Regions from separate parts of the Mus musculus genome. Here all the other regions are linked to region 4. A link is a contact called in public ChIA-PET, Hi-C, HiChIP or PLAC-seq and promoter capture Hi-C data. All regions are on one chromosome and are shown on one strand. Each heading gives the region's core, a stretch centred on a gene start, on an enhancer-like site or on the middle of the called end of the contact. The rest is flanking DNA. Distances are from core to core; before and after follow the strand shown. Region 1 overlaps Lamc3 (laminin gamma 3). Region 2 holds the start of Fibcd1 (fibrinogen C domain containing 1). Region 3 holds the start of Gpr107 (G protein-coupled receptor 107). Region 4 holds the start of Ass1 (argininosuccinate synthetase 1). Region 5 holds the start of Qrfp (pyroglutamylated RFamide peptide). Region 6 holds the start of Lamc3 (laminin gamma 3). Region 7 holds the start of Tor1a (torsin family 1, member A (torsin A)).

Region 1 (3,905 bases), core at 546-3,045, 430 kb after region 4:
CGAAAAACCAAAAAAAAAAAAAAAAAGGTTGACATGGCATTATCCAGCCCACTGTGGGTGGTGACATCTCTGGGCAGGTGGTCCTGTGTTATACAAGAAAGCAGGCTGAGGAACTCATGGAGAGCAAGCCAGTATGCAGCATTCTCTCATGGCCTCCCCATCAGCTCCTACCTCTAGGTTCCTGCCTTGAGTTTCTGCCCTGACTTCCTTTCACGGTGACCTGTGAAGGAGATGAGCAAGATCAAATAAACCCACTTCTCCAAGGGACAACAGACCCCAATCCATAGATATTTGGGAACCCCAGGGTTCTCCTTATCACTGCCCCAGGGATGGAGTCAGGGCTCAGGGAGGCCCACACTTGCACTGCCTTCGAGGGGCACCCTCCTCCCCTCAGTGTCTCCAGGCCCTTCCTCCCGGTGTTCTCCTCAGGTGCAAATGCAATGGTCACGCCAGTGAATGCGAACCCAATGCGGCTGGTCAGCTGGCTTGCCGCTGTCAGCACAACACCACAGGAGTGGACTGCGAGCGTTGTCTGCCCTTCTTCCAGGACCGTCCGTGGGCCCGAGGCACCGCCGAGGATGCCAACGAGTGTCTGCGTGAGTGTTTCTCAGGCAGCAGGCCTTGAAGCTAATGAGACTGACAGGAAACAATGCCCCAAACCACAGTGGGCTGCCTGTGCCCCTGGGTGGGCCTGGCATTCAGTGTGGGGTCCTTGGCTGGGCAGGAGAGTGAACATGATGTCTAGGGAGCACTTGAGCCCCAGTCCTCCCTCACAAGTCATTCCAGGATGAGTCCACCCAGAGAGGCGCCTGTGGTAGGAGGGCAGGAAGGTCCCCAAACTCCACTTAACCCTTTCTTAACTGTTCCAACCCTGGCAGCTAATGAAATCCAGTCTTCCACCCCCACCCATAGGATTCAGATCCGCCCACCCCAGTCTTTCCCACAGTCCCCCCGCAGTCCCCAGCAGCCCTTTGATGTTTCAGCTGTGTGTGGTGTGGCTCTGTCTGTTTAACCTCAAAGACATGCTGGTGAAGGAAGGAAGGGGCCCTGGAACCTTCTGCAAGGATGGTGGAGAGGGAAAAGAAGCCTTCCCAGTGTCTGTACCAGCCACTCCAGCATCCCACTTGCCCTGGTCCAGCCCATCTCCCTTCACGGTCCTCCTCTGCTTCCGGCTTCACTGTGTGGTGCCTGGAGCCAGGCACAGAATTCCACACACAGCCTCTCGCAGCTGACCTCCTGGGCTCGGGCCATAGCCTGCCAGAGCTGGGGGTGTTGAGGAGACAGCTTTTCCTTGAGATAGGACAGCTTTTTTTTCTGTCTGTAGGAGCTGCCTCAGGGCCCAACACAGTCCTAATGAGTTCCTCTTGGCTTGATCGGCTGCCTCCCCCAGGGAAGGTGTGCTGGCTCCCTGCTTGGGCCAAGTCTGTGCCTGTCTCTACGTGGGAGGGGAATGCTGAGAACTAGCCTGCTCCCCTGCCAAGCCCTTACCCCGGCCACCAGCCTGAAAGATGCAGGTTTCATGCCTGACCTTTCACCCCATGACTCCCAGCCCAGGCAGCCTCTGAGCCCTAAATCCCCCTTCTTTTGCATCCCTTTAATCCCTCTCTGCAGCCCTCTCCTCTGGGTGCCTGCTGTCTCCTCTCCTCTGTCTCCAGCCTCCAGTGAAGGGTCTGCAAAGAGTGCGAATACAGCTCTGTCCCTCCCCTAGTCCCCACCTCCACCCCCAGCCTCCTCCCCATAACTCCAGCCTCCTGGTAGCTCTGACTCAATCCGCTGGGCATCACACATCAGTTACCTCACTCTATCCCCTCCGTGGCCATCAGGAGGCGCGGTGCTCGCTCCCAGCAAGCCTCTTAGCATACACACACCAAGCAGATAATGCTTCCCTGGTCCAGAGTGTCTCCCCCTGGCTCCGATACACTTCTGGCTCCATGGTCCTCCTCTATTAAAACACCTCTCTGCCTCTGTCCGGGAAAACATTGTTTTGGAGAGTTTATTAATGAAGCCCACCTAGTTCTTAAAGAGCATCCTGTTTGGGAATACCAGATGATGGGGCTCTGTGTTCTGGGTCAAGTTGAGCCTAGACTCTGGCCCTTCCTCTTAGTCACTTGTCTTGTTGCTATGACAAAATGCTCCACAGAAGCAGGATAGGAAAGGAAAGGTTTGTTTGGGCTCACAGCGTGAAGGTACAGTCCCCTCACGGTGGGGACGCCATGATGGCAGGAAAGTGAAGCAGCTGGTCACATCACATCTACGGCCAGGAAGCAGGGAGAGATGAACGATGAGGATAATATATATTATCAGATCCCATTATAGATGGCTGTGAGCCACCATGTGGTTGCTGGGAATTGAACTCAGGACCTCTGGAAGAGCAGCCAGTGCCCCTAACCACTGAGCCATCTCTCCAGCCCCCAGTGCCATCCATTTTTAACGTGGGTCTTGCCATGTCAGCATACTGTAGAAATCACTGAACCTAGGAGAAACCTAGGAGGTTGACAGGATGAACCAAGCACACCCATCTTGGAGATGCCTCCTGCTTCAGAGAGCATAGTCTCTCAGCCCCAGCAGAGGCCATCACTCTTACACACAACCTTCCATCTCTCCCAGCCTGCAACTGCAGTGGGCACTCTGAGGAGTGCACGTTTGACAGGGAGCTCTATCGGAGCACAGGCCATGGTGGGCACTGTCAGCGGTGCCGTGACCACACAACTGGGCCACACTGTGAGCGCTGTGAGAAGAACTACTACAGATGGTCCCCGAAGACACCATGCCAACCCTGTGACTGCCACCCAGCAGGTGAGTGATCCCAGCTCCACCCTTCCTCATCTCCTACCCTCATCTCCTCCCACCTCGGCCCCTCCCACCTCGGCTCCTCCCACCTCCACTGCCCAGTGTCCCTCCTCTCCAGGCTCTCTGAGTCTCCAGTGTGACAACTCAGGCGTCTGTCCCTGCAAGCCCACAGTGACAGGCTGGAAGTGTGATCGCTGCCTGCCTGGATTCCACTCACTCAGTGAGGGCGGCTGCAGGTGAGGATGTGCATTGCAGACTGGTGGCCTGGGTCAACCATGTGGTGTGTTTGTGCCAAGGGAACGGAATTCTAGCTGCCCTCACCTTTACATTCTCCCCTGATGTAACCCCACCCTGTAGCTACTGAGCCCCTGCCTCTTGAGAGATAAAGCTGCAGACACAGGAAGAACTAACCAACCAGCCCACTGGGGTGGAGGGTGGGGGAGACCTGGGAGGCCCACTTGCTGTGAGAAGGACAGAGCCCCAGGTTGAAACCTGAGAATTCATGAGCAAGGGACATGAGACACTCCAAGTGGGGAGGGGACACAGCCAAGGCTGAGGTAGGAGTCAGGTGAGACTCAGGTCTGGAAGAAGAAGAGCCTAGTGCTGAGGGGCCTTTGGGGTATCTGGGGAAGGCTGTGACCAGGGAGGCCAAGGTAGGTGTCTGTGTGAGAGGCGGGGTGAGGCTTTGGCAGGAGCACGGCTGGCCCTGAAGAGGGAGGACGGAGATGAGCAGATTTCGAAGCCCAAGTTTATGGTGACAGGAGACTGAGGAGGAGGAAGAGATGGGGGCTGATTCTCATGGCGGAGGGCCAAGAAGAAGCTGGGCAGGGAGCCAGGCCTTATATCCATGGTTGGAGTGCGTGGTACCTGGTCATGAGGAGAGGGACCGGCAATCTGCCACAGGCTGGATCTTAGAAGAGGGGCCAGACACATTTAAAAGTTCATGGCAAAATCCACGGTGACCAATACTGCAGACAAATTCAGAAGCACTTTGTGGGTGTGGTCTTACGAAGCCTAGGCTGGCCTAAAAAATCACTACATAGCCAAGAGTGGCCTCCTCTGGGAGTTAAAGTGTATACCGTCATGGCCAGTTTTATAAGGATTGAACTCAGGGC
Region 2 (3,579 bases), core at 676-3,175, 380 kb after region 4:
TCTAGCAGACTCCCCAGAAATCCCCATCCCTCCTCTCCCATGCTCCTCTTGGCGAAGTTTCAAGCATCTGACCTCAGCAATGGCCCTTACCTCAGCTGGGCTTCTGGAAAAGGCAATGGCAGGGGGCAATGGGGGAACTTGTGGCCCCAGGGAACTAGAGCTAGGGGCACAATTTAAAAAACAATGAAATTGCCTGGACTAAGAGCCCTACCCCAGGCAACCAGGGAGGCCTCCAAGAGGGAGCAGCCTCTTTCCTACCCTCTGTAGAACAGGTAGGGTGTCCCTGGGTGTGCAGTGTTTGGAGGCCTGGTGGTGTCAATCAAATGAGAAAGCACATGTCTGGACGTGGGATCCGGCCCAGGGAGGCAAATAGCAGTCAGGATCTTTAAGATACCAAAAGGAAGGAAGACTGGACCAGGTTGGGGTAGCCTTGAAGTTTCCACTGCTCCTTTAAGATCTCAGCAGGAAGGGCCCTGCCACCTGGGGACACAGTGAAGACTGGAAGAGTTAAGAAGGGGGACAGACCACCCAGGGAGGCAATGGAACCAGTCTGAGGTTAGAAAAGTAGAGTCCCTGCTCTCTGGCCCACATGCTGTGTGGCTTGGGCATATTCAACCTCCCTGATCTTCATCTGGGATATGGGAAGTGTATACTAGTGAAGAGCCAGCTTTGCAAACAAGCTAGCCGGTCCCCTTACCAGACCAGTGTTACTCGGAAAGAAAGGCAGGTTGCAGCTTTGATTAGTGAGGAGTGGCCACGCCCACCCCTGCCACCTCCTCCTTCTCTGGTTGCAAACTCTCACTGTTCCTTCCCCAGTGACATCTGTCTGGGAGAAATTTAAAATTTAAAACGGGCAGCCCCATTATCTGCTCTCCTTGGCAAACGGCCTCCTCAATTCGCTTGTCTATGCCAGTCCCTTGATGGCCCAGCCTGGGGCAGTCCTGCGGCCACCCCTCTGCTTCCGACTCCGGATGCCCAGTACCTCAGCAGCCCCTCCCTGTTCTGTCCCAGCTGGTGCAGTGCACAGCCCTGGGCATCCTCCAAGCCGGGACACTTCACTGTCCCTGCAGAGGCAGTAGGGAGAGAGGATCAGCCAGACCCAGGTTCAAATCCCTGTAGGGCTTCGTGGCCTCGGGCTGCAGCGGGACCTCTCTGAGCCTTGCTCTCCTGAAAGTCAGAGAATCACAGTGCCTAGGCTTCTTATAGGAGATTAATATTTACTGTTCCCCAATTGAATTTGGGCGCCTAGGTAAAGAGGGCGGATCTGGGGGGCCGGTCCTGTTCTTGAAGCCTGGAAAGATGTGCGGGGCGCCTGGCACAGGTTAAGGAATTTCAAGTGAGGAGGACCCCCATTGAGGCTGTGGGCGAACGGGACTCTGCGCGCGGTCATCTGTTGGCTGTCCCCAACTGAAGGGCTGATCCACAACCAACTATAGGTCTTCTCTTCCCTCTGCACAAGCAAGCACAGGGGTCTCCGGTGGGGGTGGGGACTGGCTGCAGCGGGTGCCTTCTGCAGGGAGCCCAGAGTTCAAGACTCCGCTGAGGGGAGGAGGAGAGCAGGTGCTCCCACTAAGCTCTGCACAAGCTCACCAAACTCCAGCCCCCACACCCGTCCCCGCGCCCGTGGGTACCTGCGGTTTGTCGCGCGGTCGGTCCTCAAGTTGGGACGCGCTGCCCACGGTCTTCCACCGCTCGTGGACCATCTTCCAGCAAGACCAGCGGGGTTGCGGGGCAAGGGCGAGTGCAAAGGAGGCGAGGGGTGCACAGGGTGCGTTGCACTCGCAGGAGGTCCCCTCGGTGCCGGGGATCCGGGGTGGCCCGGGAGCGGCGGCCGCCAGCTAGGCTGCGTGTGAGCGCGTGTGATTGCTGGGAGCGCGGGCGCGAGCCTCCGAGAGCCGCCCGCGCCGCGCCGTCCCCGCGTCCCGCTCCCGCGCCTCCCGCGCGCTCCGCCCTCTTCCTCCCGGCTCAGTCTCCGCGTCTTCGTCTCGGACCCTCAGGGCCTTTTATTGCTCCCCGCGGCTTCCCGAGCACGCGCGCGCGCCCCCCGAGGGCTCTAAGAGTGACTCCCGCTCTAGCCCGGTCGCTGGGGGGTGAGGAGGACTATTCAGCAGCAGCGAGCGTGACGACAGCCACGGGCTCCTCGAGGAACCTGCGCGCCCTGCGGCGCCCCGCGCAAACTTCCTCTCGGGTGGGACTCGTCTAAGTCCCTAGGAAGGGGCTAGGCAGAGACCGTGTGACCCTTTCGGGGCTCCGAGGTTCCAGTCCCGGGGCAAGTGTGCGCGTGGCCCGCTAATCTCCAGCCCTGTGGCCTGGTGCTGGAGTCCCCGACTCCGCAGCCAGGCTGGCCCCTATGGCATCTGCCCACCCGGAGTCCCGAACAACACCTCGCTCCGCCCCGCCCCCCCCAAGCCGGCCTGGAGCTATCCCAACCGCGGGAGGAGGGATCTGAGCCACCAGTGGGGGCTTCTCAGTCGTCCCTCCCACTAGCAACACTTTTTAAAGCGTTTAATCCGCCCGAGCAGCCTTCGGAGGTAATTGACAAAGTCCTTAATCTGCGCGGTTAACGAGCTGCTGTTGTGACTCCGACCGCGTGGCTCCCACGCGCCCCACGCCGAGCCCCGCCAGCCGCCCTTCCCCCCAGCTCCGCAGAGACGCCTGGGCCCCCCGCTATTTCTTAAAGCTGTTTTCCGGCTTCGGGGCGCTCTGGCCGCCTTGCTGTTCCCTGGCACCGGCGTCGTCTCTCTCCCACCGGTTTCCAGTCTGTTGCCTCATCTTCGTCTACGTCCCTCTTCTCGTCCCTCTAGGTGCCTGGCAAGCGTGGGGCAGGCTTTGCGAGGGTGGGGCCCGAGCCTAACACAGACAGAGTGGTCCCGGGACCACAGCTGAAGCTAGGCACTGTGGCCACGTGCCCTTCCAGACTGTCACCAGCCAGAAACTGGATCCCACAGTCTGCACTTCCAGTGTTCCGGGTGGCTGGGGTCTCCCGCGGTCCCAGCCCGGCTTCCGGACAGTAAGCTGCCGGAGTTACTTACTGCCCAGTCACCCCAGGCTGGGGTCAGAAGCCCACATCCTAGAGGATGAACATGTGTCGCCCTGCACACACCCCTCCCCCATGCTCCCTCATCACTTAAGAGGGTTGTAGGTGACCCAGAGATCCTTCAGGCCTAAGCAGGAAACTGTGATTACTGGCCACTGAACCTCTCTTGACTCAGGTTCCCCTTGTATCCAAAGGGTTAACAGCACCTCACTCTGAAGGGCTCTCTCTTCCGGGGTTCAGAGGCAGGCACCATACATAAGCATCTGAGGGGTTAGTGTTAGCTGGGGTTCATACTTCCCGCTATAAACGCAGGCAGGCTTCTGCTCTCTCGGAACCTGTTTCCTCATTGAGCAAGCAAGGATGGAAATGGACGAAGGCTTCCCAGCGCCCTCACAAGAAGCAGGCATTAGGGATGGAGAGGTAGCTCAGCAGTTAAGAGCCCTGGCTGCTCTTCCAGAAGTCCTGAGTTCAACTCCCAGCAATCACATGGTGGCTCACAACCAGCTGTAATGAGATCTGATGCACATTTCTGGTATATGTCT
Region 3 (3,729 bases), core at 222-2,721, 320 kb before region 4:
AAAGTATATCATATTGGGCTGAAGAGATGGCTCAGCAGCTAAGAGTTCCTGTTCTTCCAGAAGACTGGAGTTTGGGTTCCCAGCAAGCACAATGGATGGCTGACAACCAAGGTAACTTCAGTTGCAGGGATCTGATGCCCCCTTCTGGTCTCTATGGGTACACCTCATGGCATTTATAAACACACAAACAACATAAAAACAAACTTAATTTCCTATCTATATGTATTTATATATACAGATCTATCATGTTGGGTTAGAGACACTGCTCAGTGGTTAAGAGCACTTACTGCTCTTATAGATAGATACCTGAGTTAACTTTCTAGTACTCATGATGTCAGGCAACACACAACTGCCAGCAATTCCAGCTCCCGAGGATCTGACACCATCTTCTGGTCCTCTCAGGTACCTATACATGGCACACACATACATAAAAAACTTAGAAAAGCAACCAACCAGACCTTCAAAATACATCCTGTTACTAGTTCCAGTTAAAAAGCTATAGGAATCTGATTCTGTCATAGGTGTTCACACACCTACATAGTGGTAGCTGCCTGGTAGTAGAGTTCCCTGTGTTTTTATTGTGTCCTATTTTGCTTAAATAATTACATGCACATACACAAAAGCATATGTTACTTGTGTGTCCAGCTAAAAACAAGAATCTAAGAACTAAACCAACTTGGTTATCAGCTATTTTAATACGAGTGTTTCCTGTAAGCCCTGGTACCAGGGACCTACAACCAAGTCCTTCCATTAAGTGTTAAGGACTAGAAGCTAAGTTTCCAAAGAGACTAAAATAGAAAACATTAAGGCTCAGACTCCAGCGGTGGCATGAAATCACACAAGACAAAATGACGTATCAGTTAAAAATCTGCATGTGATCCCCAGCTCAGACTGGCCAAAATGACCATTTCTTAGAGTTTAGGTAGAACAGAGGAACAGCCTGACACCTACCTCTTATATAATTAGATTGTCCCAAAGATTAAATGCCACTTAAAAAAAAAAAGCCTAGTGGATGGCTTCCTATGGACTCAATAAATCCTATTACTGCAACTATTTCAAGCTGAAGTTTGTGTAAAGGGCCTAGGATGATAATAAGTCAAGGAATCTAAGACAGGCCAGCAATTTCTAAGTTATTACCACCGAAGGCAGTCCAATCATCCGCCAGGGTCAGTGGCGGACATTGCGGGTTCCAGACTTTGGTCCAGGCCCCTCAATCCCCAAGCCCGGCAAGGCAGAAAGGAGGCCCGGCTTGAACTTGCCCCGCCATGGTTGTCATGGCAAACGCTTCAGGGTCCTCACAGGGGCTTTGCCGGAAGTCCGTCCTGGGAGGCCAATTGAAGAGTGCCGAGGTGGTCCGCTCAGGTCCCTGCGTGACCAGAGTTGCGTTTTGCAGTAAAACGATCTCAAGGACCTCGGAGGCGGCAGCCGCGCCCCCTTCCAGAGCACCTCCGGGACGACGCACTTTGACCCGGAAGTGGGTGGGAGAGGAAGCAGCTGGTGATGCTGGAACAAACATGGCCGTCCCGGTACCCCTCGGCCGCTTCGGCTCCTTCTGCCTGCGGCTGCTACGACTGCTGGCGTTGCTGGAGCTGCTGGTCCACCCCGTCTTGGGCCGCGTCCATCACCTGGCGCTCAAAGTAAGGCCTGGCAGGCTGGGGGCAGGATCAGGGAGTGGCGACGGGGGGGTGGGGGGAGCGCGACCGCTGTCCCGGGCTGAGCCAACTTCAGCCCAGCGGGATCTCCTAAGTTCGGCCCCTGAGCCAGGGGGTTTGCGCCGCCCCGTAGGGATGGACTACGCCGTGCGGCCTCCTCGGGTAGTCTGGTCCCTGCAGGTTTGAGGTCCTGAGGAAGGGGCCCAGATGCGGCCTAAATACCCAAAGACCTGGGAGGCCACTCCTGCGATTCCTGCTGGCTTCCCTGGATTCCACGTTGGTGGCAACCTTCCCTAATTCACCCTTTCATAACTTAAATTCCAAGTTCTCTTGTCCGCGATCTCCGCCCTTCTGTGCTCCTTGATCTGGCGCTTTGAAGTTGTGCGGAATCTTAGCCTGTTTCCTTGCTTGGTTTAGGGTGCTCGGTTGACTGACCAAAGCCAGAATCCCCAAGAGGAATTCAAATCTCTCTTGAAATACATGCCTTGGTTTCAAGAAGAAAAAATAAGAAAGAACAAGCCTGAGGATTTAAACTCAGCATCCAAAGTGTTTCTAAGTAGTGGGCCTTTTTCATTCCCGCTCTATGGCCATTGCCTAAGGAAGATGTTTATGACAGGCCTGAAGTGACCACCAAGAACCGCTATGGTAGCTAACTCACAGTAGAAAGTTCTCTAAGGCTTACACAGGATTGGCAGCCGGTTAATATACCTGGAGAACAGAAAGTGACATCATTATGACTCAAAGCCTTGTACATTTTCCTAATAGTCAGTGTACCAAGAAGTTGCGGATCTGGACACAGCTGTCTGTAAAAACACTTTCCATTAGGTGTGAAGGATAAAGGCTTGTGAATGTAGCGTTTAAAGGGTCCAGACAGACTGTAGATTTGAAACCTGGCCAAATCCATACAGGCACACTTGGGCTGTCTGCTTTTGATTGTTAAAATGATCTTGAAGCTGGGCGGTAGTGGCGCATGCCTTTAATCCCAGCACTTGGGAGGCAGAGGCTGGCGGATTTCTGAGTTCGAGGCCAGCCTGGTCTACAAAGTGAGTTCTAGGACAGTCGGGGCTATACAGAGAAACCCTGTCTTGAAAAACAAACAAACAAATGATCTTGAGTAAAGTGACTCTTACCTACAGCAAGACAGATCAATCTTGGCTCCTTATAAAATCCACTGAAAGCTGTAGGCACTCTCCCCAGAGAAATGCTTTTTGAAGTAAGACCATCTTACATCTTAACAGCTTTCTTGGCCTTTCTGTAGCTTCATAATCTTGGTACAGTTTAATCAAGGTATCCAAGTTTGCAGATTCATCACTCTGAGGGTAAGAACTCCTGATTTCTAAAGTCTCGCATTTTGAGGTTTGCAGATTGTTTTTATTGGGTATATAATTTAGCTGAGTTTATAAAGCTTAGGAATTAGAAACAAAACTACTTGTAACAAGACACACTGGGACCACATCTCCTGGCTCCCTGTCCAACATTTCTAGTGTTTAAATGCCAGGTGTCTGGTATCACTAGGTAAACGCTGGCAGTATTTTATATTGGCCAGCCTGAGTGATCAGTATATTCCAACCTTCTATACCAGCCTTTATCTGTGGTGGAAGCAAACTTAGAGTAGTTCTGTGGTTGGCCTCTCTTGTGCCAACCTAGTGAAGTTCTGTGGTTGACTTCTCTGTGTCAGATGCCTTGATGGTTTTCTCTCTTGTAACATGCTCCCTACGATTATCCTATAGTTGGTACTAGAATCTTTTTTCTTGGACAGTCTTTACTTGTTATCTAAGGAGAGGACATTTACCAGCAGAGGGTCCACCAAAGAAGCAGAAGATGGTCTTACCCTGCTTGAAGTTGGGAAGCACAGGCTTGAGCAGGTTAGAAACCCAGGCTTGCAAGTGCATGAAGTGATCACCAAATGTCAGGAATATGCATTGATTTAAAAAAAAAAAAGATTCATTTCTCTCTCTCTCTCTGTGTGTGTGTGTGTGTGTGTGTGTGTGTGTGTGTGTGTGTGTGTATGTATGTATGTGAAGGTCCCTTGGAGCTGGAGTAACAGGCAGTTGTAACAGGCAGTTGTAAGCTGTCC
Region 4 (3,723 bases), core at 1,118-3,617:
CACTGTAAAGCTACTAGAATCAAGACATCGTAGAAGCAGCATGGTAAGAGATAAATAACATGACAGAACACAGGCGCAAGAAACAGACCCACACTAACACAGTCCTTTAGAGCAGTCGTAGGGGCAGTGATGAGTCACCAACTCCCCGTTTCTTTTATTTGTCCCTTAGGGGTTCACATGTGTCCCTGGTGCCCATGTGGGTGTCAAAGGACAACTTAAAGAAATGGGTTGGTCCTTAGCCTTGGTAACAAGGGCCTTCACCTGTTGAGCCATCTTGCTGGCCCATCCAAGACCTTTAAGAAGGGTGTGTGTGACCTGTTCTGGTTTGTACTTTCTGGAAGCTTCTGACCTCCTTATAGAGGAAGGGCCAGGGGACAAACTGGTTATGCAGGGAAATGAGAATGGAAATTGGAGCAAGAAAAGTCCTGTGGTCTGAGTAAACCAAAGATGTGGAGAGTGCGGGGGAGGTGAGGCTGCTCAGAAGCCAAGAGTTCAAGGCCAGCCTGGTCTACATAGCTCTTCTAGGCTAGCCAGGGATATATAGGAAAGTTGTTCTGTTTTGCTTTTTTAAATCGCTAACCTAGATTCTTAAGGAGCCCTGACCTTGTCGTAGGAAGGGGGAAAGGTGAAGTCAAAGGTCATGGTGACTCATTTCCAGGGGCAAACCCTCTTGGGTCATGTTCCACCCAATCCAGAAGTAGTTTGCAGAGTGAGGATGGGTGGGACTCAGTGTCCACCGTGAAGGTGGAGGAATGCAGAGAACATAGCTGGTCCAGGAGTCAGCTGGGCCCCTGCACTTCACCTCCACCTCTGGGGGCTCATAAGTCAACTGCTGGCAGTACTGGCCCCTCTATCCCCCTGCCTATGTGTCAGTCCTCTGGGCTGGAGTCATTTCTGTAGTAGGGGGTAAAGGTTCCCCCTGTTCGTGATTCCTGCCTGAACCAGTTCAGTTCAAACCTGAGTTAGAGCAGAGGCTTTTGGGCTTCGGGGCCCAAATTCTGCTATGCTCTGGGCATGCTGTGTGGCCTTGGGAAAGATGCACCCTCTCTCTGTGCATATATTTCATAAAGGTAAGATGGAAAGCTTCTGGGCCAGCCCTAAGAAGCCGAGTCAGCAAATGGGGACCAATGGCCTCAAAGTGGCTCAAAAGTTGCTGGCATGTTCTTTTCATTGACCTCACTAGTCTCCTGTCTGTGAGGAAGGTCCAGAGCTGGTCCAGTGACGCCCGAAGGTCAGCTGTTCTAGTGTCACTTAGCAGAGAGATGCCTCAGGCTGTCCCCTGGACGTCCGTCCCCACCTGGCTCTCTGGAGTTTCTAACCAGCATGGGCTACGTTTAGCTTGGAGGACAGGGCCAGGAGCACAAAAGAATCCTGCAGCTAAAGTTTGTAAATGTGTCTGGCACCTTCTCCCTCCTAGAAGCCCCCACAGCTGCTGTTTCTGACCTTGAACAAAAATCAGGAGACCGAGTAAGGGGCTTGGCTGGACCCCAGAGGGCACCCAGAGTCTCAGGGCAAGGCAGTAGTAAGGAAAGCTGGGTAAAACATGGGCATGGAGCCGTCTGAGGCTTGGAATCTAGGCCTGCCTGGGGGATATGATCTTGCCGTAATCCTGGGTGTTGAGGTTCACTGGGGCAGGGGCTGTCCTGTGTGTTGCAGGGCTCAGGCCAGGCTGGGAAGCCTCTGGCACGGCTTTCTGGCTCATGTGGGCCACAACCCCCGGGTTCACTTTACAAGCCAGCAGCTTCACCTCTGTGAACCTCAACCTTCCCCATCTTCTGATGGCTCAGCAGACAGCCAGGCTTTGATTCACCATTTACTGGGAGCCCACGGCGATCTGGGCAGGTGCCAGGCCAGGACGTTAAAATGGCATCCCCAGCCATCCTTGGCCAACTCGTTTGCATTTTCTTGTGAACCCTTAGCTCTGGCTTGTGGGCTAGCATCAGGGAAAGCAAGAGCCTCTGAGGGGCAGATGCTTCAGTCTTTAAATCGAGTGGGGCTACACAGCCTCTGAACCTAAGCAATTTGCATCTTCACTCCCGCCTTGCAGCGCTTTCAAGGGTTCTTGCAAGACAGCTGCGATCAGCCTTGCTAGTCACGCGGGTTCCAACCTCTGCCGCCCTCCCAGGCGCCACCAGCGGGTCAGGATCAGGGGACCTAAATTGCAAGAGCCCACGCCCGTGCGCCCCCGGGAGGTGGTGCGGGCGCCAAGGGAAGAGGGAGGGGCCAGCGGGAGAGAGCGCGGGGCCACGCCCACCCGCAGGTGGCCTCGAGCCCTGAGAGGCTCGGAGCGGGGGCCGGGCCCGAGGGCGGGGCCTTTCTCGCGCCCGTCCCCACGTGTCCCAGGTTCCTGCCCCCCCCAGGCCCTGTGCTTATAACCCTGGATGCGCGCCTCTCTCAGCCCTGCTCCGCCGTCTGCCACTGCCGCCTGGGCTCACTGGTAAGAAGTTCCGGGCCCTTCTTGGTCCCCACTCTCTATCCAGGGTCTCATGACCAAGGAATCCCAGAGGGAGCGAGCAGCTGCAGGGGGTGGGCTCAGGGCAGCCCCCGAGTGACCGCGCAGTTAGTGGAAGGAAGGAGGCTGATGTCCGGGGCGCTGTGACGCACACGTTCCTCCTGCCTAGGGAACCCATGTAGGAGAACGGGTCCCAAGGTCTCCGGAGCAGGAGGACTATGGAGGTCCCCCTCTGGTTTTTCACGATCCTCTGTGTGCTGCGAAGGCTCCAAGTAGAGTCCCGGAGAGTCCAGAGGGTTGGGGGCTTCCGAATCCCTCTCCCTGGATCAGATTCGCCGATCTATGTTCAGGCTTGTTTCTCAAAGTAAGCAAAAGGTCCAGCCCCTCTTTGCCCTTAGGGGCTTGGGCGTGTGCCTTTCTCCTGAGTGTGACAGTACCCTGCTCTGGTGGACACGCGAACCCTGCCTACCCGTCCCGGGTCCTTCCTAGGCTGTGACTGGTTTCTCTTCTCCGTAGGGTGCAATGCCAGGCTCAGTCTGGGTGGGGCTTCTAGACAGGTTTCCTGCTAGCTGGCTGGCTCTTTGGGAGGAGCCCCTTCGCAGGAAATGTCTGTTTCTGGCTTGTTAACGGCTTGGGCCCTTCTCTGGAAGGCAGGCTAACCGAGAAATCGAGGGAAATCTTCTCCAGGAGAACTAACCGCGCTCTCAGTATTCCCCTCTGTGAAGTGGGTCTGTCAGGCTGTCTGCAAGTGCAGCTGGCAGGAGCAGACCTGCCCTTTCCCCAGGGGTAGAGTAGGAAAACCCTTCCTTTGATCCCTCGCTTTGCGGCTCCTCCACCTGGCAGGTGACCCCTGACGTCAGCCTCCCAGCTCCAGGGCTGCCAGCCTTGTGCCTGGACTCAGAACTCTTGCTGTCCAAGAGTTCAAGTTCAGTGAGCTGTTTTGAGAACTGTGGCCAGGGTCTGCCCACTTGCTCACTGGGTCTGGGATGAAGACCTGAAAAGACAGGGTCCCGTCCCCCCCCCCCCCCCGCAACCCTCCCCAGCCACCTACTCCCCCACTCCTCCACCCCCTCCCCCGCCCCAGACAAGGCTTTCAGAAGGAAGAAGACAGTGGAGAAACCTAAGAGCTGGGCTGGGCAGAGACTGGAATAGCCTCCATTTCAAACTCCCCCTACCCTCTCCCCCTCCCACCATAAACCAGCCAAGTCTGGGAGCATTGGAAGGGCCTCAGGGCTGCCCAAGGAATTCTGACTTTACCCAGTGCCCATGGA
Region 5 (3,707 bases), core at 920-3,419, 340 kb after region 4:
GTTGGAAATGAAAATGTGAACACACCTATTCACCACCACTAGTGCACTGTGATACTCTCTCCGGGTCTGGGTTCCTGAGGTTGGGGCCGGGGCAACAGTAGACGGTCAGACGGGGCAGAGTCCACGCAGGCCCTCACCGTCCAAAGCGGAAGCTGAAGCCTCCCTTCCTCCGGCTGTAGCTGCTCAGCTCCTCTGCCAGAGTCCCCAGAGGGCCGCTGGCCTTCTCCGAGTCGGCGGGCAGGAACCCTGCGGCCTCACTGCTACCGTCTTGCCTCCCTAGACGGAAGCCGGTGTGCTCCCTGTGGGAGGCCTGCTGCTCCCTGGCCACCACAAGCAGGGCCTGTGGCTGTGGATTTTGAACCGAGTTGGGGGGATGTCCCTCAGCCAGCTGGGCCCAGTTCATCCTGGCTCCGATGTCACCGATGTCTGTGGGTCCCCTTCTGTCCAGCAGGGGAAAGCAGGCACTCAGAGGGAGAAGTAGGGAAAGCAAAGGCCGGAAGCCCCTCATCTGAGCAGAGGAGGGAGAGAGAGGAGGGGGTAGTGGCCAGCATTTGGCCACATGCAATCCCTGGCCCCAGGCTTCCCAAGGTCTGGGCAGCCCTTGGAGGGATAGCTGCTGACTGTGCTTAGCCTGGTTCCCTAGCACCCAGGACACCAGGCTGTCGTAGCCACCGCGGGAGCCAGCTGGACCAATTAGTCTGATTCCTATTCACCTGTAGCCGGGGAGCTGCCTGCCTTGGTGGCTCAGTACTGGAATACCAGAGCTGCCAGCTGGCTTGCAGAGGTACCCGGGTGGCCCTCGGGGCTGTGTGCATTTGGGTTCAATTTTCTATTATAATTATTGACTCTTGGGCCGTAGGCAGAGTGAGAAGCTGCCGTGTTTTCAACTTGATAATGAATAGGTCTAGCAGCTCTGCTGGGAAACCCCACTGTCTCCCTAATTCAGGAACAAGTTGCTCTTGGGAGGGGGAAATGGGCCTGGTGGCCCTTGTGTAAGTCAAACTCCTACCTGGGGAGGAGCTAGAGGCAAGGCTGGGGACAGCCAGCACCCACTGAGCTCCCACTGGGCAGGACAGGCTCTGGTGAATGGGTTTCTCTGTACAGTAAGTCTGTCTACAGCAAACGCTGCCCCACCACACAGCTCTGGGCTCTAATGTCAGTGTGGTTTCTCCCTGTGCCAGTCTCTAGGGAAATGATTGCTTCCTGATGATAGCCATCCAGCCCACCAACCCCGGGGCCACCCCCCCTAGGACCTCAGGCACAGAGAGCCTCAGGGTTTGCCCTAGGTCCTACAGCTTTATAAGAAAGAGAGCTGAATTCAAGGTAGCCTCATTACTCTGTGCCCCCATACCTGTCTCATTGTCTCGAGGTCCCCCCCCCCACATCCCTTGGTGGGAACTGTTCCCTTCCCTCACAGAGGATGCTTGTGTTTGCAGTGACCATGGGTGAGCTGAGCCGAGCTGGCTCATCCTCTGAGGAAGCCCCTGAAGCTGGAAGTGGCGGGGGACGGAGGGGGGAGGGGGGGGGACAGGGGGGACGACTTCTTTCCAGAAACAGCTCCCTTGAAAACATTTCAAAGAAGTGAGCGCAGCCAGAAAGCTTCAAAAACAACAACAAAAGCAGCCCTGCTTTCTACCCAAATCCAGCTTGCTAAGCCCCCTAGTCCCCAGGGCCTGGAGTAGCCTCCAGTCTGCTGCTGCTAAAGGGGCTTCCTCAGGCACGGGTGGAGAGGGCAGGGCCCCCCACATGGGACAGACAAGTCTCATTCCCTTCTCCCCATAGAAGGGGAGGACCAGGAATGGTCTTTATCCCCAGAGATTAATACTTCCTGGCTGGCATCTAGGGCCGGCTGGCTCTGGTGGAACTTGAGCTGAGGATGAAGCTGCGGGTCTCCCACACACCCGCCCTTCCTGGTGTGTGGCTCGTGGTGCTGGCTGTACCCGCCTGCACCCAGCTCACCTGGAGAGCCTGGCCTCCCGTCCCTTGCTGTACTCACTGTGCTGAGGGCTGCTCTAAGAAGGGCAGGTGAGTCCCTGGACCCCAGTTGTCAGGCAGAGCTGCTCAGGTCCCGGTCCAGCAGGCATGGCTCTGGGGTTCCCCCGCTTTATAAAGCTCCCTGGAGAGGCGAGCCCCAGCCTGCCTGATTGCTATGCATTCCTAGCCCCAGGATTCCTTTGGGGCTGCTGGTGGTGAAGGAAGGGGCACCGTGGGCCAAAGGACAAAGAGACAACGCAAACAGGATGTGGTCTGATGAAGAGTGGCGGGCGCCACCCTTGCAGCACAGAGAGCATCATCACGGGTCAACCGCGGGCTCAGACACTGGAGGTTCCCGGTGGAGACATGGAGGCCCACTCTTGAGAACCCTGATGGTGGCCCTGCCTTGGTCTCCCTCCAGAGACGGTGGGCTTACAGAGGCAGCATCCTCACTGCTGAGAGGGCTTGGAGGGTCATGGACACCCAGTCCCTTCTGTAGGCAGATGAGGTGTTCTGGTATATGATATACCCCTCCTTAGGAGCCTCGGGAGACATGAAACTGGGCAGGAATTCTTGGTTCTGAGGGGTTCAAGGTTTAGAACTCATGGCTAAGCAGGTCCCTCTCGGGCGACAGCTCCAGCAACACACTCAGTCTGTGACAACAGTGGTATGTTCTGTCTCTCTCACCATGCGGCCTCATGGCTGGTCATACTTTCCAGAGTTGGCTGCCCATCCAGACATAAAGCCACAGGGCCTGCCCTTCTAAATGGCGGAGTATGATCATACCTACCTCCCCAGTGGCTGTCAAGGTGGCTGGGAGATAAGGCATCGAGTTAGCTAGGTGTAGACTTGGCAAAGGTGTAGGGCAGGTAATGAGGCCTTCCTCCCACACTGGCACCCTCAGGAAGGACAGGGTTGTCTGTCACCACCACCCCTAACCACACACCATGACTTCTCTTCCGCTGAGTCCACGGCTGGGTGCTGTTCTTACCGGCCGGCACCACCGCAGTGAGTGTGTGTCTGCAGGGGCTGTAGATACCTCATCTCCATAGCCTCCTCCTTTTACCAGACTCCCTCTGGATGCTGACCACGGGTGCTCTGGCCAAGGTGTGGTCACTGCCCATTCCAGGGCCACTACTCAGTGCAGTTCTTCCGGTGACTAATGACAATGCCCCACCCACACACCCTGGATTCAGCAACTGCATGGTAGGGTGGGACCCTTCCCCTGTGGCCCACTCAGTTCCTCAGTTCACACTGGGCTCCCACCTGCCGTGCTGTGACTATGGGGCTGGGAGGCCAGCTCAGACATTTGCTTTAATCAAACACTTGGCTCTGAGGGCTGGGCAGACTCCCAAAGCGCTTTTCAGGCACACTCCTGGGTTCCTGCCTGCATCTGTCCCTCTGATCCTTGAGCCCCAGTGTCTTCAGCTACTGTCCGCCATGATGGGGGACCTTGCCAGCAGCTGCTGTCCAGGCCAGCGTGGAGTCTGGAGTTGAGGGTGTTTCTGATGTCATCGAGCAGGATGGGCCTTGTCAAGGTTAGAGGCTGAGCAAAGAAGGAAGCAGTGTTACAGGAGGAATTGGGGTGGGGGGTAGCTTTCCAGGAGGTTCCAAGGCTCTCTGAGTTGCAGTCCTGAGGGCACAGGGCTCCATGCAGCCTGTCCAGGCTTCCTTGCAGCCTGGCTTCTGGACCCATCTGTGTTTCTCATGGTGTGAGGGAGGGCTGAGACTGG
Region 6 (3,730 bases), core at 90-2,589, 420 kb after region 4:
CAGTACAGCTGGTGCTGACTGCAGCAGAGGTGTGTGTGTGTGTGTGTGTGTGTGCTCGTGTGCACATGCGTGCACCATTAGGGCTATGGTTAGCACACAGGGATCTCAACACAGGCTATAGAAGTGAAATATGTAGAGAAACCTTCTTTCTCTGGGACCTCATGTATACCAGAATATTCGTCCAGAAGGACAGAAGCTAGCTCCAGGGACCCTGGCTGCAAAGGCAGATAGAAGGAGAAGATTCGGGGGCAGTCTTAGTGAGACAAGGTGTGGGCTCTGCCACAGCCCCATGGGTGATACAGAAGGGGCCCAGATATCATGTGACTAATGGCTTCTGTGTTGTGCAGTGTGGGTCTCTCGCCTACTCAGTCTCTCAAGGAAATCAATAGAAGCCTTGTAGGTTGAATTGAGACAGTATCTAAGGACCTCACCCAAGCTGAGCCCTTGATTAAGAGATATTAGGGGTGCAGGAGTCTGCTCTGCAGACAGAGGCAAAGAACATGGGCCTCCTTGGTGGTCCGCGTCCACAGCAACAGGAGTCCATTTTCATCCCAAACTTGCCTTTGTCCTCCTCTCAAGGTGTCCTTGTGATCCTGTATCTAGCTAGCAGTGTAAGGAAGGAGGCCCCAGAGGGGGCTAGCACAAGGCTCCCTACCACAATTTGCCCTGTACCCCTGACTACCCATGCCAGACCCCAAGAGAACCACTTCCTTAACCCTGATCATAACTTTCATGCAGGGTTGGAGTCTTACTGGATCTATCCAACCGTGGCTGTGGGAATCTGACGGTGTCCCGCTCCCATGGGATCATTTTGTTTTACTGTCTACAAGGGCCAGAAGGTGCCTTGGGAAGGACATTAGTTTGGTGGAGAGAAGGGGAGGCCTCTGTTGATAAGAGGAAGCCTTTTGATAAATCCCAGGTGACAATATCTGCTTTGGGAGGAGACGCCAGGAGCGCAACACTTTTGACAGAGAACACTGGACAGGTACGGAGGAAAACTGCCAAAGGTCATTCTGTCAGGTGAAGACCTGCGCTTGTCTTGCCTTTCAGCTCAGGAAGGTACACAAGTGCAGAGCTTCCATAGAAGAGCCGCATTAGCAGAATAACTTGGTGTCTCTACCGAGACCATTTTGCAGGGAGGACTGTGGAGCCAGGTTCACAGTTCCCGAGTCCACGACCCAGCCAGAACAAGCAGGCACTCCCAGGCACGTCCAGCAGGTGGGGGTGAGCACGAAGGGACGGAGCTCGGATGGTGGGGTGTCGCCTGCATGGGTCCCGCCCTCAGATGCCGTCGGGTTCCGCCTGCAGGGGAGGACTCCAGGGGCCAGTGGAGCGCAGAGGGGCTAAGCGCAGACCGCAGCGTAGAGTGGATCCCGGAGCAGTGCAGAGCGGGGCGAGGACCATGGCTGTATCCAGGGTCCTGTCCCTCCTGGCAACGGTGGCATCGATGGCGCTGGTGATTCAGGAGACACACTTCGCGGCAGGCGCGGACATGGGCTCTTGCTACGACGGTGTGGGACGCGCACAGCGCTGTCTGCCTGAGTTCGAGAACGCGGCGTTCGGCCGACGCGCCGAGGCCTCCCACACGTGCGGACGGCCCCCGGAGGACTTCTGTCCACACGTGGGGGCACCAGGGGCTGGGCTACAGTGCCAGCGCTGCGACGATGCTGACCCCGGACGACGCCACGACGCCTCCTACCTCACAGACTTCCACAGCCCCGATGACAGCACCTGGTGGCAGAGCCCATCCATGGCCTTCGGGGTGCAGTACCCCACCTCTGTTAACCTGACCTTGAGCTTAGGTAAGCATGCACCCTGTCACCTTATATCCAAACCATGGAGGCCCAGGCAGAGGGCTGTGCACGCTGGGGCAGACTGCAGCACCCCACGGGTAAGGAGTCAGAACCTGCAAGCCCTGGGTAGCAAGAGGTCAGCCCAGGGGGCTCCCCTAAGGGCTTGGGGGAGCAGAAGGCTCCCCTCAGCTGTGGAACTGGGTACAGCAACAATTCCCTGGAAGAACTGTTAAGGAAGGTGGGGGTCATACTTCCATGATGATCTATCTGATCCATCCTCTAAGACCCGAACTTGTAATCCGGTCAGCTTCGATGCCCTGTGGACGGACCTCTGACGCTGTGAGCAGTTTGGGAATGGGCGTTAGGGCAGTTGCCACCAAATGTGAATGCTGTAGTACCCTGGGCAGGACAGCCAGTTTCTTCCTGCCACTGGATAGCCAGCCTGGGCGTTTCGAGTGGCCCCTCCGCATTGTTCTTGATTGCTCCACCCAGACTGAGGCAAGATGAGGGAGCACAAGGCCCTTGAGGCTGGGAACCCAGGGGTCCACTTCTACCTTGAAACTGGACTATTCTCTACCCACTCCAAGTTCAGATGAGCCCAGCGATCTCCTCAGGTTCCTTGCTATGTCCTGAATACTGTGTAAATCTTCCAAAGGTTTGATAACTTGGATTTGGTATTTTCATAACTCATTTTGACACTAAACGTGACCTGAGGCGATTTCTAACCTTGGTGTATCCTAGTAAGGGCCAATATTCATACATTTTGTTACTGGATCTCATTTGAGAGCAGCTTACAGCCGCAGAATGAAGCCTGTGAGCTAAGCACTCTTCCCCTGAGCTACATACATCCTCAGCACGCCTCTGAAAGTCCAAGGTACATCAGGAGCAGAGTTTGGATAACATCTAATGAAACTATGCCCCAGTGAAAAGCTGGAGGCTCAGAGAGGTTAAGTGCTTTGTGCAGAGACACACAGCTGCTAAATGACAGTCAGGACCCACACATTCCTGTGCAATGGAGGTCAGAATATAAACTTGGCATGTGCTGTACCACCCACGACTACACTGGCTCTTCCTAGCCATGGGTGGCAAAGCCCTGGCACCACAGCTTTGTCCTCAGAAAAGGGAGGTGGGAAGAATATTTAACCCCTTCAGCAGCATAGGCAGGCACATTCCCTTTGTATCCCAAACCCAGTTCCCAGGGGTGAGGACACATTCTCTCTACTGTCTGGAGCCTGGATGGGGTGGGGTCTGCCCAGACAGGAAGCAGGAAGCTAGGGGAGGTGGTGGCCAATGGGGCTGGCAGGACCTCAAGGCCATGGGAGGAATCTGGGGCAGGGAAGGAGACACTGTGTTCCCTAACAAAGGCTGTCACACGTGCCCATGAAATCCAGATGCCAAGGAGGGAACTCTAGCCTTGGGCACCAGGGCCATGTGGTCAGAGTGGGAACCCTGTGTTTGCCCTGTTTACACACTGCTGGGCTTTGCCTGATGCAGCTCCTGCAGCCTTAGATGCTGCAACAAGCAGCCTCTGGAACCCACAGATCCGTGTGAGCAAAGGCATCACACACACGGGCATGAGGCACAGAAGAGATTGTACCGTGAAAGGATGGATGGATGGATGGATGGATGGATGGATGGATGGATGCAGTGCCACACAGCATCCTGGGCACTCGGTCAGCTCAGAGTTCTCTTGATGGGTCTGAAATCTGTGATAGGGTAGATATCATGCAATGGACTTAGGACTCAGACATAGAAAACCGTTTACCAGGAAGTCAGTGCTCTGTGTTGCACCTCAGCTTCCCTGCGTGTACAGTGGAGACAAGAGTGAGCTGGGGAAATAGCTCAGTTGGTAGAGTGTTTGCCTAGCATGCACAGGCCCTGGCTTCCACCATCCCCAGCTCTACATAAACTGATGGAACTCGGGAGGCAGAGGCAGG
Region 7 (3,800 bases), core at 632-3,131, 500 kb before region 4:
TGGCCTCGAACTCAGAAATCTGCCTGCCTCTGCCTCCCAAGTGCTGGGATTAAAGGCGTGCGCCACCATGCCTGGCTATGACAACATTTTTGAATCTTCTCCCCAAAGCCATTGAGGAAATGATACTGAGCCCCTATTTTCTCCTCTTCCTCCACCTGACATCCTCTCCATTTCTGTTTTCAAACAGAAGCTTACTATGTAGCCCAGACTAACCTCAAAGGTGTGATCCTCCTGCCTCAGCCTGCTGGGAATACAGGTGTGTAGGAAAACACCCGCTGACCTCAGGCACCAAGATTAAACAACCTGCACAAAGCCACAGTTATGGCCACACAATGCTCAACAGAAAGGGGGTGCACTAACAGACTCGAGGTTGAAGCACCATTCTAAGATAAAGAATGTCCCTGCTCAAGTTAAGTGACAGCCCCTACTGCACAGCTGTAGGGAGGGAGGGACCGAACCTGAATTCAGGTGTGAGCCTGTTATCAGAATTAAACTCCAATAGCAGGTTGCAACAGCTGGGTCAAAGCAAACTTGGCCTCTAGGTTTCCTTTTCACAACAGGGGGCGGGGGGAGGCGACTCCTAAAGACCCTGGAGTTGTTATGTCCCCACTTCCCAGCCAAGTTGTCACCTTACCGAGTCACTTTATGAGTGTCACAGAGGCCACTCATAAAACTTTGGTGGTCTAACTGCTCTATGTATCTCAAACCCTTTGTAACTTACATATCTATCCCCCAGTGCACCCTCGCCACAGCGGGAGTTGTGGGAGTTGGGGTGGAGAGACATAATACAGAACTTCCCACATTCTGGGCAAGTGCTCTATGCCGAGCTACCCCCAGCTCTTGACAGTCCCCTTTAAAACACGGTAGCCTAGCTTCAGCTGTCATTCCTCCAAGGGATATGACCACTTCTGTGCACACCTTTTAAAGAGGAACTGACATACAGAGAGCCATGTTGTGGCTCACTCACTGACGTGGAATTCCCACATCCCACCCCACAACAGAGAAACCCCAATTCCGGGTCATCCGCGAAGGCGGTCAACTTAATGCTCTTGCCTTATACTGTGTGATGTTAGAGGCGTGGGGGAAGTGTAGCGTGGCCACAAACAGGTGTACATAGTCACTGTTCAGTCCGCCCTCGTAAATATTCTCCGCGATGATCTTGCTGGCGAAGTTTTTGCCGGTGCCCGTCCACCCGTGCAGAGAGAGGGTAAGGGGCTTCTTGGGCTTCGGGTTGCTTAGGAAACCAGACACGGCGTTTAGGATGACTTTTTTTGCAAGATGCTGTCCAAAGAGCTTGTTATCCAGATCTTTCTGCAGCGCTGAGAAAGGAAAGATCACTCTGGTCAGGAGAGAAACAAGCTGGCAAAAGGCAGCCCCATTTCCAGGACGTCAGGGCCCGCGGAGCCTGGTTTGGAGAGCGCTGAGGGACCCTGGTGCTGCGAACTCTGCCCTTCCTCGGGGTTGGCCCCAAAGCCAAGCGGAAGAGGTGCCGTGAGGCCGCCCCGGAGAGCTCCGCGCAGGGCTGACACCCTACCCCGGGCCCCGACCACTCATCTCTCAGGCCTCCGGCCAAAGTCTGGCCTGGCAGCGGCGCCATCCCCCTGCCGCAGCATCCCGGACGCCTGGTGCCCGCCTACCCTCCCGGCTGAGGCTCCGCATCTGGCCGCAGCACTCGGCGAAGAGGCAGTAGAGACGAGGGTAGGAGATATAGGTGGTGAGTACGCCGGCCAGGGCCAGACTCAGGCTGATGGGCTCCACCGCACGAACCACGCACGGCGCCAGCAGCAGCAGGGCCAGAGCGGCCCGGCCAAGCTTCATAACCGGACCCGCGCACCTTGCGCGCCCAGCGCCCGCCCAGCGCCCACCGTACCCCGCGCACCGCCCAGACTCGTATTTCCGGTTCCTGCTGGCGGGGCCGCCCTCTTTGTCCGGGGCAGGCAGTCTACCGACGCTAGTGGCTACCATCTTTGTTAAGGGCAAAGTCCCTTCTGCTTCTGAACCTTGATGTTACAGGAATAATATTGAGATTATAGGAATCAGGTGATGATGACTGCTGCCCTATCCCCATCAAGTAACAGTGTTTTAGAACCATTTTTTTTTAATGATGGGCGGAGAGATGGCTCAGCGGTTAAGAGCACTGACTGCTCTCCCAGAGGTTCTGAGTTCAATTCCCAGTAACCACATGGTAGCTCACAACCATCTGTAATGGGATCTGGTGCCCTCTTCTGGTGTGTCTGAAGACAGCGACAGTGTACTGACATACATGAAATAAATAAGTATTAAAAAAGAAATGACGCAGGCACCTGCGTGCATGTGGTGCTCATAAACTCATGTGGGCTTACACACATGCATAAATTAACATGTAAATGAATAAATTTTTAAAAATGAGAGGATAATATAGTGGGTTCCCACATGACCCCCCCCCAACGTGCGTCCCTATCATTAAATCTGACAGGTGCGGTGGGTGGTGTGCACCCTTAACCCCAACACTCTGTATGAGTTGGGGCCAGTCTACAAAGTTTCAAGCAGGTCAAAGCTGCATATTGGATCTTGTCGTTAAAACAAAACAAAACAAAACAGAACAAAACTGACATTTGAGGGCTGGGTATTGTAGCACACACCTTTAATCCCAGCACTCTGGGAAGTAGAGACAGGTGATTGTCTTGGATATCTGAGTTGGAGGCCACCCTGTCCTATACAAGGAATTCCAGGTGCAGTCAGGGCTACAGTGAGAGTCTGACATCTCAAAAAAAAAAAAAAGAGGGATCTGCATCTCATACTTGTTAAAAACCCATGACCAGTATTTTTTTTTAAAGATTTTATTTATTTATGTATGTGAGTATACTGACTTCAGACACACCAGAAGAGGGCATCAGATTTCCACTACAGATGGTTGTGAGCCACCATGTGGTTGCTGGGAATTGAACTCAGGACCTCTGGAAGAGCAGTCAGTGCTCTTAACCACTGAGCCATCTCTCCAGCCCCATGAGCAATATTATTAAATAAAGCCCATAGTTTCTTACCCAGTTTCTTCCTTAGGGAACTGTAGGAATAATGTTATTGTGCACTGTATAAGGATTATCCTTGTATTATTCACATGCTGATTGCTATGCCCTCATATATGGTTGCTATCCTTATTTTGAGAACTGCCTGTCATCAATGTTGTGTAAACATTGCTTCCTAATTATTCAGATTGGTCAATAAAGGGCTGATCAGCCAGTGACAGAACAGGAGAGAGGGAGGAAGTGGGGATTTAGCCATGAGGTGGGAAGTCCAGAAGACATCATAATCATAAAAAACAGCTGGAGCAGAGAAAGCCATAAAATACAACAAGTATCTCAAGGATTGTGGCTGTGAAGTAGTCAGATTAGCTTAAAGGACTAAAATAAACTAATACTGCTCAGTTGTTGTGCCTTAAACCTGTTAAATAAAATTAAATAGTCCTGTCTCAGTTATCTGGAAGCTAGTCGGCTTAAGAGCAAACTGTAACATTTATAAATTACCACTAACAGGGAACACTTTGAGCTCCCCACAGTGCTGACTCTCAGCTTCTCTTGGGTGCTCTTTAAATGACTTTGAGAGTTTTGAGAAATACTAGACACTTGGGGAAGGGGAGTTCTGAGAATGAAACCCTGGGCCCCATGCATTGTAGGCAAATGCTGCATGGAGCTATGCCTCAGACCTTCTGTTTCTTGTTTGGCTTCATATTAAGCTTTCTTTGGGATGGCAGGGTGGGGGCAGGGTTGGCTGGTGGTCAGGGGATGGTAGCTAGGCTACAGGACCTCTACACTCCTAACCTG

Evidence for each region. Promoter capture Hi-C pulls out the DNA fragments that hold promoters and counts their contacts. A called contact is a pair of places that touch in the nucleus more often than the background predicts. ChIA-PET counts read pairs in DNA pulled down with a chosen protein or histone mark. HiChIP or PLAC-seq counts read pairs in DNA pulled down with a chosen protein or histone mark.
Region 1: a contact with region 4 is called in an H3K4me3 HiChIP or PLAC-seq map of embryonic basal ganglia, with 5 times the contacts expected there. The contact joins the enhancer-like site here to the promoter of Ass1 in region 4. A contact is called at or near these places in 6 of 39 promoter capture datasets (3T3-L1-derived adipocytes, cranial neural crest, liver and 3 more), 6 of 15 datasets of contacts at CTCF or cohesin (the G1E-ER4 cell line, embryonic stem cells, hippocampal excitatory neurons and 3 more), 77 of 484 Hi-C or Micro-C datasets (the AML12 cell line, the AtT-20 cell line, B cells and 45 more) and 12 of 115 datasets of contacts at active chromatin or transcription factors (T-cell acute lymphoblastic leukemia, astrocytes, bone marrow-derived macrophages and 7 more).
Region 2: a contact with region 4 is called in an H3K4me3 HiChIP or PLAC-seq map of craniofacial prominence, with 4 times the contacts expected there. The contact joins the promoter of Fibcd1 here to the promoter of Ass1 in region 4. A contact is called at or near these places in 3 of 39 promoter capture datasets (embryonic stem cells, hippocampal neurons and stem cell-derived epiblast-like cells), 1 of 15 datasets of contacts at CTCF or cohesin (pro-B cells), 4 of 484 Hi-C or Micro-C datasets (the G1E-ER4 cell line, bone marrow-derived macrophages, immediate neuronal precursor and 1 more), 10 of 115 datasets of contacts at active chromatin or transcription factors (astrocytes, bone marrow-derived macrophages, craniofacial prominence and 6 more) and 2 of 9 other capture datasets (embryonic stem cells and liver).
Region 3: a contact with region 4 is called in a Hi-C map of muscle stem cells, with 2.8 times the contacts expected there. The contact joins the promoter of Gpr107 here to the promoter of Ass1 in region 4. A contact is called at or near these places in 1 of 484 Hi-C or Micro-C datasets (muscle stem cells) and 4 of 115 datasets of contacts at active chromatin or transcription factors (embryonic stem cells and memory CD8 T cells).
Region 5: a promoter capture Hi-C map of embryonic stem cells shows a contact between it and region 4, with 4 times the contacts expected there. The contact joins the promoter of Qrfp here to the promoter of Ass1 in region 4. A contact is called at or near these places in 12 of 39 promoter capture datasets (cranial neural crest, embryonic stem cells, frontonasal cranial neural crest and 7 more), 1 of 484 Hi-C or Micro-C datasets (nephron progenitors), 9 of 115 datasets of contacts at active chromatin or transcription factors (astrocytes, effector CD8 T cells, embryonic basal ganglia and 5 more) and 1 of 9 other capture datasets (embryonic stem cells).
Region 6: a contact with region 4 is called in an H3K4me3 HiChIP or PLAC-seq map of embryonic basal ganglia, with 4 times the contacts expected there. The contact joins the promoter of Lamc3 here to the promoter of Ass1 in region 4. A contact is called at or near these places in 9 of 39 promoter capture datasets (HPC-7-derived erythroid cells, cranial neural crest, embryonic stem cells and 4 more), 4 of 15 datasets of contacts at CTCF or cohesin (embryonic stem cells, large pre-B cells, pro-B cells and 1 more), 11 of 484 Hi-C or Micro-C datasets (B cells, the CH12 cell line, the N1E-115 cell line and 6 more), 12 of 115 datasets of contacts at active chromatin or transcription factors (astrocytes, embryonic basal ganglia, embryonic forebrain and 7 more) and 2 of 9 other capture datasets (embryonic stem cells and liver).
Region 7: an RNA polymerase II ChIA-PET map of memory CD8 T cells shows a contact between it and region 4, with 5 read pairs. The contact joins the promoter of Tor1a here to the promoter of Ass1 in region 4. A contact is called at or near these places in 3 of 39 promoter capture datasets (cranial neural crest, liver and pre-B cells), 1 of 484 Hi-C or Micro-C datasets (liver), 3 of 115 datasets of contacts at active chromatin or transcription factors (hepatocytes, large pre-B cells and memory CD8 T cells) and 1 of 9 other capture datasets (pancreatic islet).

Annotation. Positions count from the first base shown.
Region 1 is chr2:31,903,001-31,906,905 of GRCm38.p6, forward strand. Lamc3 (laminin gamma 3) reads left to right here. Exons shown (of 28, transcript NM_011836.4): 4 at 430-596; 5 at 2,608-2,796; 6 at 2,909-3,026. Among named protein-coding and RNA genes, the nearest start is that of Lamc3, 18 kb to the left of the region's middle. Within about 2 kb of position 1,796, at least 35 of the 459 cell types and tissues checked have an H3K27ac peak or open chromatin away from gene starts, as enhancers often do. A contact at or near this core is called in T-cell acute lymphoblastic leukemia, differentiating embryonic stem cells, stem cell-derived primordial germ cell-like cells and 1 more, where this site is marked.
Region 2 is chr2:31,844,080-31,847,658 of GRCm38.p6, forward strand. Fibcd1 (fibrinogen C domain containing 1) reads right to left here and starts at 1,926. Exons shown (of 7, transcript NM_178887.4): 1 at 1,632-1,926. The coding sequence starts at 1,703.
Region 3 is chr2:31,150,845-31,154,573 of GRCm38.p6, forward strand. Gpr107 (G protein-coupled receptor 107) reads left to right here and starts at 1,472. Exons shown (of 18, transcript NM_178760.4): 1 at 1,472-1,637. The coding sequence starts at 1,515. It overlaps D330023K18Rik (RIKEN cDNA D330023K18 gene), which reads right to left and starts at 1,447. Exons shown (of 2, transcript NR_040334.1): 1 at 1,138-1,447; 2 at 205-406.
Region 4 is chr2:31,467,903-31,471,625 of GRCm38.p6, forward strand. It overlaps Ass1 (argininosuccinate synthetase 1), which reads left to right and starts at 2,368. Exons shown (of 16, transcript NM_007494.3): 1 at 2,368-2,437.
Region 5 is chr2:31,808,411-31,812,117 of GRCm38.p6, forward strand. It overlaps Qrfp (pyroglutamylated RFamide peptide), which reads right to left and starts at 2,170. Exons shown (of 2, transcript NM_183424.4): 1 at 1,997-2,170; 2 at 1-508. The coding sequence starts at 508. The coding sequence ends at 134.
Region 6 is chr2:31,885,942-31,889,671 of GRCm38.p6, forward strand. It overlaps Lamc3 (laminin gamma 3), which reads left to right and starts at 1,340. Exons shown (of 28, transcript NM_011836.4): 1 at 1,340-1,802. The coding sequence starts at 1,403.
Region 7 is chr2:30,966,037-30,969,836 of GRCm38.p6, forward strand. Tor1a (torsin family 1, member A (torsin A)) reads right to left here and starts at 1,882. Exons shown (of 5, transcript NM_144884.2): 1 at 1,638-1,882; 2 at 1,054-1,319. The coding sequence starts at 1,818.